Linked DNA regions of Sus scrofa: region 1 is linked to region 2. Evidence: chromatin contacts called from public HiChIP or PLAC-seq data. All regions are on one chromosome and are shown on one strand. Each heading gives the region's core, a stretch centred on a gene start, on an enhancer-like site or on the middle of the called end of the contact. The rest is flanking DNA. Distances are from core to core; before and after follow the strand shown. Region 1 overlaps C1H6orf183 (putative uncharacterized protein C6orf183 homolog). Region 2 holds the start of CD164 (sialomucin core protein 24).

The links. HiChIP or PLAC-seq counts read pairs in DNA pulled down with a chosen protein or histone mark.
Region 1: an H3K27ac HiChIP or PLAC-seq map of alveolar macrophages shows a contact between it and region 2, with 4 times the contacts expected there. The contact joins the enhancer-like site here to the promoter of CD164 in region 2. A contact is called at or near these places in 1 of 5 promoter capture datasets (skeletal muscle), 5 of 47 Hi-C or Micro-C datasets (embryonic fibroblasts, epiblast stem cells, heart right ventricle and 1 more) and 2 of 2 datasets of contacts at active chromatin or transcription factors (alveolar macrophages and skeletal muscle).

The regions. Positions count from the first base shown.
Region 1 is chr1:75,325,232-75,331,734 of Sscrofa11.1, reverse strand. C1H6orf183 (putative uncharacterized protein C6orf183 homolog) reads right to left here. Exons shown (of 48, transcript XM_021090835.1): 18 at 5,567-5,694. Among named protein-coding and RNA genes, the nearest start is that of C1H6orf183, 100 kb to the right of the region's middle. Within about 2 kb of position 1,359, at least 11 of the 83 cell types and tissues checked have an H3K27ac peak or open chromatin away from gene starts, as enhancers often do. A contact at or near this core is called in alveolar macrophages, where this site is marked.
Region 2 is chr1:75,456,629-75,462,683 of Sscrofa11.1, reverse strand. It overlaps CD164 (sialomucin core protein 24), which reads left to right and starts at 4,544. Exons shown (of 7, transcript XM_001924626.5): 1 at 4,544-4,599; 2 at 4,710-5,068. The coding sequence starts at 4,891. LOC102164525 (a long non-coding RNA gene) reads right to left here and starts at 4,440. Exons shown (of 4, transcript XR_300811.3): 1 at 4,350-4,440.

The sequences.
Region 1 (6,503 bases), core at 110-2,609, 130 kb after region 2:
TCTTATGAAGTAAGAACATCTGATCTATAAACTGTTTTCAAATATCATTTAAGCATTTGTTGGTAACTGTTTTGTATTTTACTTTTGTGTTTCTAAGAAATGCATGCTTTTTTTTTCTCAGATCTCTCTTATTTTCAGTGGTCCCTGAAAAGTTCTTCAATCCTAAACACAGCAAGTCTATATCACTTGATGAATAAATCAACTCTGACTGAAGGCTTCTGAACTTCTACTCCCACTGGGCTCACAAGGTGATGGATCCCTTTACTCTGTCATTCTAATCCAACATGTCCTCTCAGAGTTTCAGCTCGGTGTGTCACTTCCTAGTCATCTTTGACCAGCATCTCTAATGCAGACTTAAATTCTCTGAAAGGCCTCAGCTCCTGCAGTAGCTTTGTCACCAAAGACATGGGTGTGCCCAGTGTGTGCATTTAATTGGCAGCAAGGAGTGGATTGCTGAGGTTGCAATTTCTACCAATCTGACAGCCTAGTACTCTTAGGGATGCATTAGAGAAGAGAGTTTTTTGTTTCCTTGGGTATTGGAACTTGGGTATCTTCCTAGTGGTTTGAGGCCAGGAGGCCAGTCCACTTCTAAAGAAACTAAAGAATTTTCTAAAAGGACATAAAGAGTCCCTTTCATTGTGCAGAGTCCATAGCTTAGAATGCAAGACCGGAAAGAACTGAGAGGGAGTAAGCACTACTTGAATACAGGTGGCAACAGATCAGAGGAGAGTAAAGGAACCAAGTGGAGGGAAAGCCAGGACTGTCTCCTGAGTCTCATTCTTAAATGCTTAAGAATCAATAGCAAATGAGGAATCAAATACTGTCTTAGAAATGTCCACCGTCTGGGCTTCAGTGCTAAGGCTCAAAAATGGAGAGCCTGGGGCACTTTACTTAGCATCTAGTTTTGCAGAATGCCCTTTGGGAAACATTGGTCCAAGGGACCTTGGTCATCCTTAGTATTAAAAGGATAGGAGTTCCCATTGTGGCTCAGAGGGTTAAGAACTTGACACAGTGTCCATAAGGACGCAAGTTTGATCCCTGGCCTCAGTCAGTGGGTTAAAGGATCCAGTATTAGCTGTGGCTGTGGTGTAGGCCCAGCAGCTGCAGTTCTGATTCGACCCCTAGCCCAGTGGGAGTAAAAGTGTGGGTGTGGCTATAAAAAGAAAAAAAAAAATAGGATAACTCCCAAAGAGGCTAAAAACTTAGGACACAGAATGTGCTCCACAGGTTAGAAAGGTCACACACTTCAGAGCATGAGATGAAGGAAGGTGGAGATCCTTTGCCTTTAAGTGAGCCCCTGGGGAAAATGAAGCAAGAAAGGAGATCTAAATGACTACATTCTGTCCACAGAGTTCTACTCTAGAATGATATTCAATTATTAAACAGCAGAAGACAAAGCAGAAATGAAGGCGTGACTAGATGGGGTAAGAAGGGTGTTTCTCAATAGCCTAGGGGAAAGATTAGGAAAGAAACAATTACTTCCCTAAATCATTTGTGACAAATTTAAACCTATCTGGCTGTGCCAGCGCAATCCCAGGAGCTGGTTTATACTATTTGTATTGCCTTGCCCTGTTTTTGCACAAAGAGCCCTACTGTTTGGCTCTTTGGCAGGGGAAGTTCATGGGGAGGGTTCTTGCTGGTGATTCCAATCTGGTGATACCAGGTTGCAGAGGCTGGTGCTAAATTGCTAAGAGCACTTTGTTGGTGGTAGGGTTGCCAGATTTAACAAAGAAAATTACAGGTCAAGTTCAATGTGAATATATATGTATATATGTAAACAACCCATACCTTTTTAGTATACATATCCCAAACATTCTACCCGGCGACCCTAGCTGTTGAGAAGGAAAAATGTGGCTCTTTTTAAATTGACAAGCCTTTTTTCAAGGTTTGACCTCCAACTTGAAAAGCTCTCAGATGGTCCTTTGCATAATTTTATTATGAATTCTTTCCCAACAGGGATAGGACTGTGATCTTTCCATCTCACAGGTTCTATTTATTATCTGTTTGCTAACTGGCCCATTTCCATTTAAACTCTTGGCTGGCATTTGTTTAAGAAGTCTTCCTAGCCTGTCAAATGTCACCTGTGTATATCAAGGGCCAACTTTTAGGCCAAATAATATGTGGTACACACTGATGGTAGGCATTAAATACTGGAGAAAATAGAAAAAGAGCCAGAATGAATAATCTCAAGCTGTACTGTGTTTATATTTTTTACCTCAACCTCTTTTTATTTCTTGAGTTTAAAAAAACTCTGAAAAACAGTATTTTAGGTCAAATGAAAATGTAAAATAGAAAATCAATGTCAGACATCACTAGTCACAGAATTTTTTTCCTTTTTTTTTTTTTTTCTAAGTGCTTTAAATACAAATTCAAATTACCCTAAAAATGTGTCCTCTGGTGGCAGTGGACAGAATTAACATTGGTATAAATATCCCTTAGGAACTGGTACAGCTGATGCCTGGCCTCTCTGAGTCTCTTAATCCACCTAAATTCCTACCAGCTCTTTTTTTATGAGCATTTTTCATAATACAGATTTAAGACAACCCAATGTGTATGAGCAATTCTTAACTTTAGTGATTCCAACATATTTAACAATCAAAAACAGCTGAGGACACTTGGCTGTAGAATAAGTATGGGGAAAAATCAATTGTACTCTAGATAAAAATCTGGTTTATACATTGAAAACAGACTCTTTTGACAATTTCTGATTTAGAAGGCCACATTTTCCAGTTTTGGCACAGATAGCGAACTTATTCTCAGGGTAGTTAGGAGGGAGGTATTTTTCAATGACTGTTTTAAGTTAAAATAATTTCATGTACCATAGACGAAACCAATAGATTGCCCTTGTCGTTTAGCACAAAATGAACCTTAGGCCAAAGTGAGGAGAAATTGATTTGTTTTTAATTACTCTCTGCTCGTCTATTCTCTGCTACAGAGTCCTGCCTGGGGCCTCCATAGAAGGCCTGGAAGAACCAAAAGAGAGGCAAGGAAAGTACAGAAAAGGGGGATATTTAAAACTCATATCTGAACCAATAAATGATGAGTGTGAGGACTGTCTTGCTTACATTTAATATGGCCTCTCCAGTTTCTACACTGAGTCTAAGTCTCCCATTTACTCAGTCAATCCCAATAAAGTTCTAACTGGCAATCAAGGGTTGCAGATGCAAACTCTAGAGGCCAGTTTTCTTTGAAAAGAAGAACAATTTTTAAACAACCCAATCAAAAAATCAGTAGAAGACCTAAATAGACATTTCTCCAAAGAAGACATATGGATAGCCAGCAGGCACATGAAAGACTTCTCAACATCTCTAACCATTAGAGAAATGCAAATCAAAACTACAATGAGGTACCACCTCACACCAGTCAGAATGGCCATCGTTAATAAGTCTACAAATAGCAAATGCTGGAGAGGGTGTGGAGAAAAGGGAACCCTCCTACAGTGATGGTGGGAATGTAAGCTGGTACAACCACTATGGAGAACAGTATAGAGGTCCCTCAGAAAACTAAATATAGAACCACCATATGATCTAGCAATCCCACTCCTGGGTATATATCTGGACAAAACTTTCATTCAAAAAGATACATGCACCCCTGTGTTCATTGCAGCACTATTCAAAATAGCCACGACGTGGAAGCAACCTAAATGTCCATTGACAAATGGATTAAAAAGATGTAGTACATATACACAACGGAACACTACTCAGCCATAAAAAAGAACAAAACGATGCCATTTGCAGCAACATGGATGGAACTACAGATTCTCATACTAAGTGAAGTAAGTCAGAAAGAGAAAGACAAATATGATATGATATCACTTATATGTGGAATCTAACATATGGTACTGGATGAACCTATCTACAGAACAGAAACAAACTCACAGACAGGGAGAGCAGACTTGCGGTTGCCAAGATGGGGGCGGGGAAGGAAGTGGGATGGACTGGGAGTTTGGGGTTAGTAGATGCAAACTATTACATTTAGAATGGATAAGTAATGAGGTCCTATTGTACAACAGAACTATATCTCATCACCTGTAATATAACATGATAGAAGATAATATGAGAAAAAGAATGTATGCATATATATATGTATGACTGGGTCACTTTGCTGTACAGCAGAAATTGACAGAACATTGTAAATCAACTACACTTTAATAAAAAATTTTTTTAGAAAAGAGGAACAATTTTCAAAGCCCTAGGCTTTCACCCTTTAAGTCCAGCCAGTTGTTTTCAAAAATTGGGTGACCTACATCTCTGAGTAAGAGACCAGAGAGTAGATGAAACAGTAAACCATCTATTCTACTAGAAAAACAATTCAGAGAAAACATTTCCACTTCCCCATCTTCTGACCACATCACAGTGCACTGTAAACTGGCTTCCACCTCCACTACTTTTTAAAGAGAAGCTGGAAATGACTGCCTGATGGCTGACCCCCGTCTGGTTTTTAGTACTCATCTTTCTTAATGTTTCACTGTACTTCATGCAAGTAACCATTCTCTCCTATTAAAATGCTTTTTTTCCAGTGGGCTTTCCTAACATTATCCTTTCCTTTTTCTCAGTAGTCTCTTTAGGGCTGCAGGTGTGGCATATAGGAGTTCCCAGGCTAAGGGCTGAATCAGAGCTACAGCTGCTGGCCTACACCACAGCCACAGCTACAAAGGATCTGAGCTGTATCTGCAACCTACACCACAGCTCACGGCAACACCGGATCCCCGACCCACTAGGCAAAGCCAGGTAGCGACCCCACGTCCTCATGGATACTAGTTGGATTCATTTCCACTGTGCCACAAAGGGGACTCTTCTCATGGATTCTTATTCCATAACCTTCTCTTTAAATATAATGAGACCCATTTCAGGCATCTCTGGCTTTTCCTAGTCATTTCAATTCATTACTATGGTTCAACTTCCACATTCATTCCTCAGCTCATACTTGGTCCTGAGATTCAAATCTATAGCTCCCGCAAAACATGCACACCTGGGTTTTATCAAACCTTCCTCATGTGCCTTTTATCCTAGACTCAAAATTATCTTTCCCTCTAAATACACCCCTCCTCTTCCATTCTGTTTCAGTTAACAGCCTCTTCTGTAAGCCTGAGGAAGTCATTTTAACTCCACCCTCATTCTCTCACCCCAACATCCAGTCTTCTAATCCTATCATTTCTGTGTTTGGAAACCCCTGCCCAGTTGCTCACACCCACGTCTAAAAGCCAGAATAAGGTCAGTCAGTTTGTCATTTAGCAAAGTGAGGCTGGTTCCTGACAGGACAATGAACATGAATGAAATCATCACTTATTCTCACTGAAAGAATACATATTAGAAAAGGGCCTAAATTATACAGCCCTCTAACAAATTGTAACATAAAGTCATATCCTTCATATTTTATTTTTGGTAACAAAGAACCACAGCAAAGAACATAAAATTTATTATTCGCATCCTTACAACTAGCTGAGATTATTTAAATAATTATTCACTTTATTTGAGCTGCTCTAAAAGACCCACTGGGTTTAAAAATATATATATTGGGCATTGTAAGAGTGTTTAATAGAAGTTTTGTTTCTAGGTGAAGATACCTGGCGCTTGTTTTCTAGAAGAGTTGCTTCCCAAGTCCACATGTCATATAGCACAGCAAATCTGTCCACACCTGCATGGATCCATCCCCAGTCCTGGTCAATATTTGACTTGCCGCCCACTTTGTGACCTGACAGAGAAACGGATGAGAATGACCAGAGACAGACCTCTCCATGAAGCTCTTCCTAGTAGAAATGCACCCCTAGGATTGTCAGCTCCGTCTCAGGAATACCTAGAGAAGGGTAACTGGGATTCCTAAGAATCAGCTAAAGATCTCTGGGCAACACTAGGCCCTAAGTTCATACATGCTGACTTCTAAATCAACTAAGGTTTTTGTTTTTACTTTTAAAGACTAATTTTAGAACTATAACCAAAGTTCAGTTAACATGAAATATTTACTAAAATGCCCTCAAACTTGTAATTTAAAGGCAGAACATGCTTTTCTTTCTGTAAAAAAAACAGGTCCCTGGTGGTTTAACAACAAACCCAGTTTAACCTGCTATATCATTAATGCCAGCCAAGTCAAAAATTTTCAGGAAAATTTCTAAGATACTCCCTAAATATGTTAATTACTAACTTGAATCAATAAGTGTAATCATTGCCATTATTCAGCTAAAATATTTTCCCACTATACTAATGTAAGTTTTCACTATCAGCGTTATTATTGCTTAAAATTTTAAGTGGCCTATTTCAGAATAAAATATTAAAAATTAAGCGATTTTCAGGTTTAATAATTATCAAATATATGATGGGTACTAAACAAGAGAAAAACTTTGGTCAGGAATTTCTCTAGCAGCAGTTGGGAAATCATTTCACAACAGATGACTATACACTCAGTAGTTGAGAGATGCTCATATGATTAAGTATTTCAATCAAAGTTCTCTTTTTTTTTTTCTTTTCCCTCTTTTAGCTTCACCCGTGGCATATGGAAGTTCCTAG
Region 2 (6,055 bases), core at 3,295-5,794:
AATTGCAGCATGCAGGTATGCGGAAGAAAGATAAAAGTTATAAAACACTAAAGTGTGACAACAGAAAAGAATGAGGAAAAAAATGAGACAAGAAACTTTGATTTCATCAAGGCAGCAGGGAGGTATGCAAACACTGACCAATCAGAAGGGATGGTGACTTAGAGGCCTGGGGTGGGGTCGTGCAGCTCCTGTCTGGGCAGGAGGTAAACCCTCTGCTGCTAGAGAGGCATCGGGGTTTCAGGGTTTCTGGAGTTTCAGGGGAGGCAGCGGGACTCTTGGGCTGCTCAGGGCAGTGCTCTTTACCATTCAGTACAGAATCACTTGACTGGTTTTAATAAGCACAATGTCCATCAGGGTGTGTTCTGGCTGAAAAATCAGCTCTCCAAGATAGGACTGGGCACAGAAAGAAGTAGTACGTAGTGCTGGATACCAGACAGCTGCCTGGGGTGTCGTTTAGCTTAAACTTGGGAGTTGTTCCTGAGGAATGAGTTATTAACAATAACTTTTGTTTCCTAAAGGTCTAAGAGATATAATGCAAAAGGCTCTAGCTTGCCTGGGACTTAAACCAGTACAAAAACAAAGATAAATGCATCTCAGGTGCCAGCCTAGAGGGACCCTAGCCTGAGCTCCAAAACTCCTACACATGGGGGAATTTTGTGTTTGTACCCTAACCTTACCTACATTTGTAAAACAAGCAAAAACTCAAAGAAACAAAAACCTCTTAACTTGTCTTTGCTTGATGTAATTTTGTGGAAGAGTCACCACAAAGAATTGGAGCCACTTAGGAGGACAGAATAGTTCTATCTAACAGGTGATGTTGTAAAGCAGCCTTCTCAGACTTGAATAGGTGTCCATATGTACCCATGGATCTCGTTAATTCTGGAGGTCTGAGGGGAAGGCCCAAGATTTTTGCATTTCTAACAAGTTTTCTTGTGGTATGAATGGTTTTGTTTAGTGAACCACACTTTGAGAAGCAAGAGTAAAGCAGTGGTTTGCAACCTCAGCTGCAGACTAGAAACACCTGGGGAGCTTTTTAAACTCCTGATGCCCTGACATTATTCCAGATGAATTAAATCGGTACCCACGCATGAGTATTTTTCAAAACATCCTGGTGAGTCCTACGTTCAACCAAGGTTGAGAACAACTGCTCTGAAGTGTAAAGCTCCCCTATGAAACCCTGGAACAGTTATCAAGGAAATACCCATAGTCAAAGCGGAGAGCTTCCTAAGGAGAGGTATTTCAGCCTAGCCTTCTTGTATTTTATCACCAACACTGATCACAATGTATTTAGTAGGAAGAATCGGAATATACCATTTTATATTGATTGATTTATTACAACCGTCTCTAATTTTGTTAAAAGTTATTTAAATATTACACGAGGTTTAATATATGTTAAAACTGTATTTTATTCATGTAAATCAATGAGTTAGAACACCCCTTCACATCATACACAAAAATAAACTCCAAATGGAGTTTATTTATAAGACATGACACCATAAAACTCCTGGAAGAGAACATAGGTAAAGCATTTTCTGACATAAATCATACCAGTATTTTCCTAGGTCAGTCTCCTAAGGCAATAGAAATAAAAATAAACAAATGGGACCTAATCAAATCCATAAGCTTTACTTTTATTTTAATTTTCTTTTTAGAGACTCATCTGCAGTATACGGAAGTTCCCAGGCTAGGGCTCGAATCAGAGCTGCAGCTGCTGGCCTATATCACTGCCACAGCATTGCCAGATCCAAGCAGCATCTGCGACCTACACTGCACCTCGCGGCAATGCCAGATCCTTAACCCACTGAATGAAGCCAGGGATCAAACTCACATCCTCATGGATTCTAGTGGGGTTCTTAACCTGCTGAGTCACAACTGAAACTCCTATAAGCTTTTACATAGTAAAGGAAACCATAAACAAAACAAAAAGACAACCTAGGGAATGGGAGAAAATATTTGCAAATGAAGCGACTGACAGGGGTTTAATTTCCAAAATATACCAACAACTCATACAACTCAGTACCAAAAAAAAACACAATCAAAAATGGACAAAAGACCTAAATAGACATTTCTCCAAAGAAGACATACAGATGGATAACAGGCACATGAAAAGATGCTCGACATTACTAATTATTAGAGAAATGCAAGTCAAAACTACAATGAGGTGTTACTTCACACCAATCAGAATGACCATCATCAAAAAGTCTACAAATAATAAATGCTGAGGAGGGCATGGAGAAAAGGGAACGCTGTCAGTGGGAGTGTAAATTGGTGCACTACTATGGAAAAGAGTATGGAGGTTTCTTAAAAACTAAAAATAGAGTTACCATATGATGCAGCAATCCCACTCCTGGGCATATATCCAGAAAAGACAAAAGCTTTAATTAAAAAAGATACATGTACCCCAATATCCATAATGGCACCATTCACAATAGACAAGACATGGAAGCAGCCTAAGTGTCCATGGACAAAGGGGTGTGGTATACACACACACAAAGAAAGACACACACACACACACACACACACACACACACACACAGTGGGATATTACCCCGCCACTAAAAATAAAAAAAGAGTGAAAGAATGCCATTTGCAGCAACATGGACAGACCTAGAGATTATCACACTAAATCAAGTCAATAGAGAAAGACAAATACTATCTGTGGCATCTAAAAATAATGCAAATGAACTTATTTACAAAACAGAACTGGACTCCAGACATAGAAAACAAATTTATGGTTACCAAAGGGGAAGGGGAGAAATAATGAAAATTACTTTGCTATACACCTGAAGCTAACACAATATTGTAAATCAATTATCGTCAATATAAAAAAACTATTTTATTAAAAAAAATTTGTTTTTGTCTTTTTAGGGCCACACCCATGGCATATGGAGGTTCTCAGGCTAGAGGATGAATCAGAGCTGTAGCTGCTGGCCTACGCCACAGCCACAGCAATGCCAGATCCAAACCACATCTGCAACCTACATGGATGCTAGTCAGATTGGTTTCTGCTCATCCACGACAGGAACTCCAAAAACTCTATTTTAGATGCCAGTCCTTGGTTTGAAATGGTGAAAATAACTTTGGAAGTCTTCCTTGACCTGGCTCAACAGATGCTGTGCTAAATAAGCTGATGCTTTTTTAGTCTTAAAAACAAGAGTGAAATGTCCCCTTACGAAGACCAACAAAAATTTGACAACTAGAGTTGAACACCCCGTGGCAAACTGTAAAACAGTGGCCTCCACAATAGCGTGTTTTCATCTTAGCATGGAGACAATCCATCCGGGTATGGGAAGAAAACAGAACTTCTATTACATTTTCAACATTAAAAAAAAAGTTGACTAGTGCCTTCATTTGGTCTGGTATCAGATGGTCATGTGCTAAATAAATACTGTGTGAGAGGAATCCTGACTGAAGAGATAGGTTTGAAGGCTGATGATGAGACCTCACTTACTTACTTGGTTGTACTCTCATGCTTTGGATGGCAAGTTGGACCAGTAAAAAAACGAGTTTCTGGCTTACATCCAAGCAATCTCTAACTAGCCTAGTTCATGGAACAAATGTTTATAGTCAGGAGGGTACACAAGCACCCCACTGATTTGATTGTAGGTTTAGGAAAGCCTTCAAGTTTAGGTAAACAAGGTAAATAGCTTACACAGTCATCTTTTGGGGGGGGGTGGATTCCATAGCGGGGTACATCTCACAAAAGCTACTGATGTTGCGTTACTTTTTCTTTTTAGGATAGGTGTGCGCAATTAAAATTAAATGATAAATACAAATAGCTGAAAACAGCTTTATAATCCAACTTTTACCATTTGATAGAAGCATGGCTGTACGCGTAAATATTTTTGTGAGACTGAGCATCAGATGGCGCTCATCCCTACTAAAAGCCTGAGCAGTGGCAGAATATTAACAGGCATTTCAAAATCCAGCCATGACGCCAAGCAATTGTGCCTTTCAGTCGAGTCACTTTTCTGAGTCTCGGTTTCTTCACCTGTAAAGTGGGGGTGGGAACAACCCAGATGGATTTCCAACTCTACCGTCTTTGATGCTTCCACTATAGCAGTGGCACGGACCGGCGGCTGCCACCGCTCACTGGCTGAAACCGCGAGAGACTCAGAAAACTCAAGGTGTGAAAGTGTGACAGAGGCAGATGGTGTGCGGCTCCGGCTGGAAAGCAGGAGAACGCTTTCAGTGTCTCAGCCGCTCACGTAGTGTGGGCGCCAGAGCAAAAACTGAACCGCGCGCGGTATCTCCATTTCCCTGGGATTTCCTAACACGAGGTCACTTACAACAAAACCCACTTTCAATGGGAAACGCGCGGGTCCTGAGAAGGATACTTATGCAAGCACCTTGGCAACGCGCGAGGGCAGTACAAACTTTATGCCTGCCCGGGTCCTGAGCGAAACGCCTGGAAACTACTTCCGCCTTGCGGTACTCGGGTCCTAGGGGCGCGGCTCCGGGGGTCACGTGGGGTATAGCCGATTCACCGCCACGACGCCGTGGCTACGTCATATAGCTTGTCCCATCCAAGACGGGGTGGGAGCCTTCTCTGTTGCCGGAACGAGAAAAGCCCAGCCGCATCCTTGTGACAGTCTCAGGGTAAAGAAAAGAATTTTATGTGTCTGTCCAGTTTCTTCGCTATATACAGTCGCTTGGAGGGACAGCTTCCTTCAGGTTTCCTCTCGATGTTCCTGTTCCCCCTCCCGTAGGATTCCAGTTGGTGTCGCCAGCGCCCCGCCTCCGCACGCCGCGGCCCTGGGGTAGCTCACGTGACCCCGGCACGCTCCCGCGGGGGGAGCGAAATCTCGAGGGCATCGCCGCAGGGGACAGAGGGACGCACGCTCCGTTGAGCACCTCATCTTTCGCTTGGACGCCAGCGCGAAGGACGCGATGTTGGGGCTCTCCCGCCAGCTTCTTTGGGCCGTCGGCTGCCTGGCCGCGCTCTGCGTGCTGACAGCGGCGAAGAACAGCACCATCCTGCCTCCGAGTACGACTACACCCTGGCTTTCACCGCCCACCACCCAGACAACCTCCGCGCCGCCGAAGACGCTCCCCACTCCAGCACCAGGTGGGCGCCGGTCCTACGGGCTTCCTACGCTCTTCTCCCGGGCGGAGCCGCCCGCGATGCCCGCGGAGCCGGGGCCCGGGCGGGCCGCGCTCAGGCAACATGGCGGCCCGTCCGAGTCCAGCCGGGACCAGGCCGAGGTGGCCGCGGTGGCCGAGGTGGGGAAGCGCCCTGGGGGGAAGGGGCGGCGGTTTCCGACCTCACAGTATCCCGCGCCGTGGTGCTGTTTAAAAGTGCCTCGTAATCCCCAGCCTGACTTCAGGCTCGGAAGAGGGGACGTGGCTTCCTTCCGCGGTGGCAGCGGTGAGGTTGATTATGGGGCGAGGCGGCCGCCTCCAAAGTTGGCGACGAGACCGAATTCCCTCTCGTTGGCGTTAGTCGTTTGTCCACCCAGGTTTTCTTTTCGAAGGCAGGCTTCTCCTGAGGTTGGCGAAAGAGGGAAAGAGACGCTGAAGACGTTAACGTTTTCTGGTGCCTCAGACCTGGGTGTGAAAAAATAAGTGGCTTGGGATTTAATTACATCGATTTTGCGGATAGGTATGGGATGTATTTGAGGTTGGAGCTTTTAATTAATTAAAGCTTAATACGCCCCATGCTATATGTGCAATGGAGGAAAAGTACCATACCCATTCGTATATCTGGTACTTCGCATATATCTCAAACTCAAAGATAGGTGGTGAAACTTAGGAGATGGAAGGAGATAAATTAACTGTGTCAAAACCCTATGTTTAGTAGTTTGAGAAGCTGAGATTCGAACCCAGGTCTCTGGATTTTCTAAAGCCCGGTCTGGAACACCTTTTATTAAGCTCTACAGACGATCTGGGAACTGGTTTAGGCATACACTAAATCTCTTAGCAGAATTTGGCAGTGCTTTGACAACACACGAGAGAGGGGGAGATAAATTTGAGGTAATAAGGTGAAGAACTTCTCTAGATATCTAAAACCTGCAGTCTAGTGTGATTGGCTGTTCTAATTAATATTGGGTGAGAA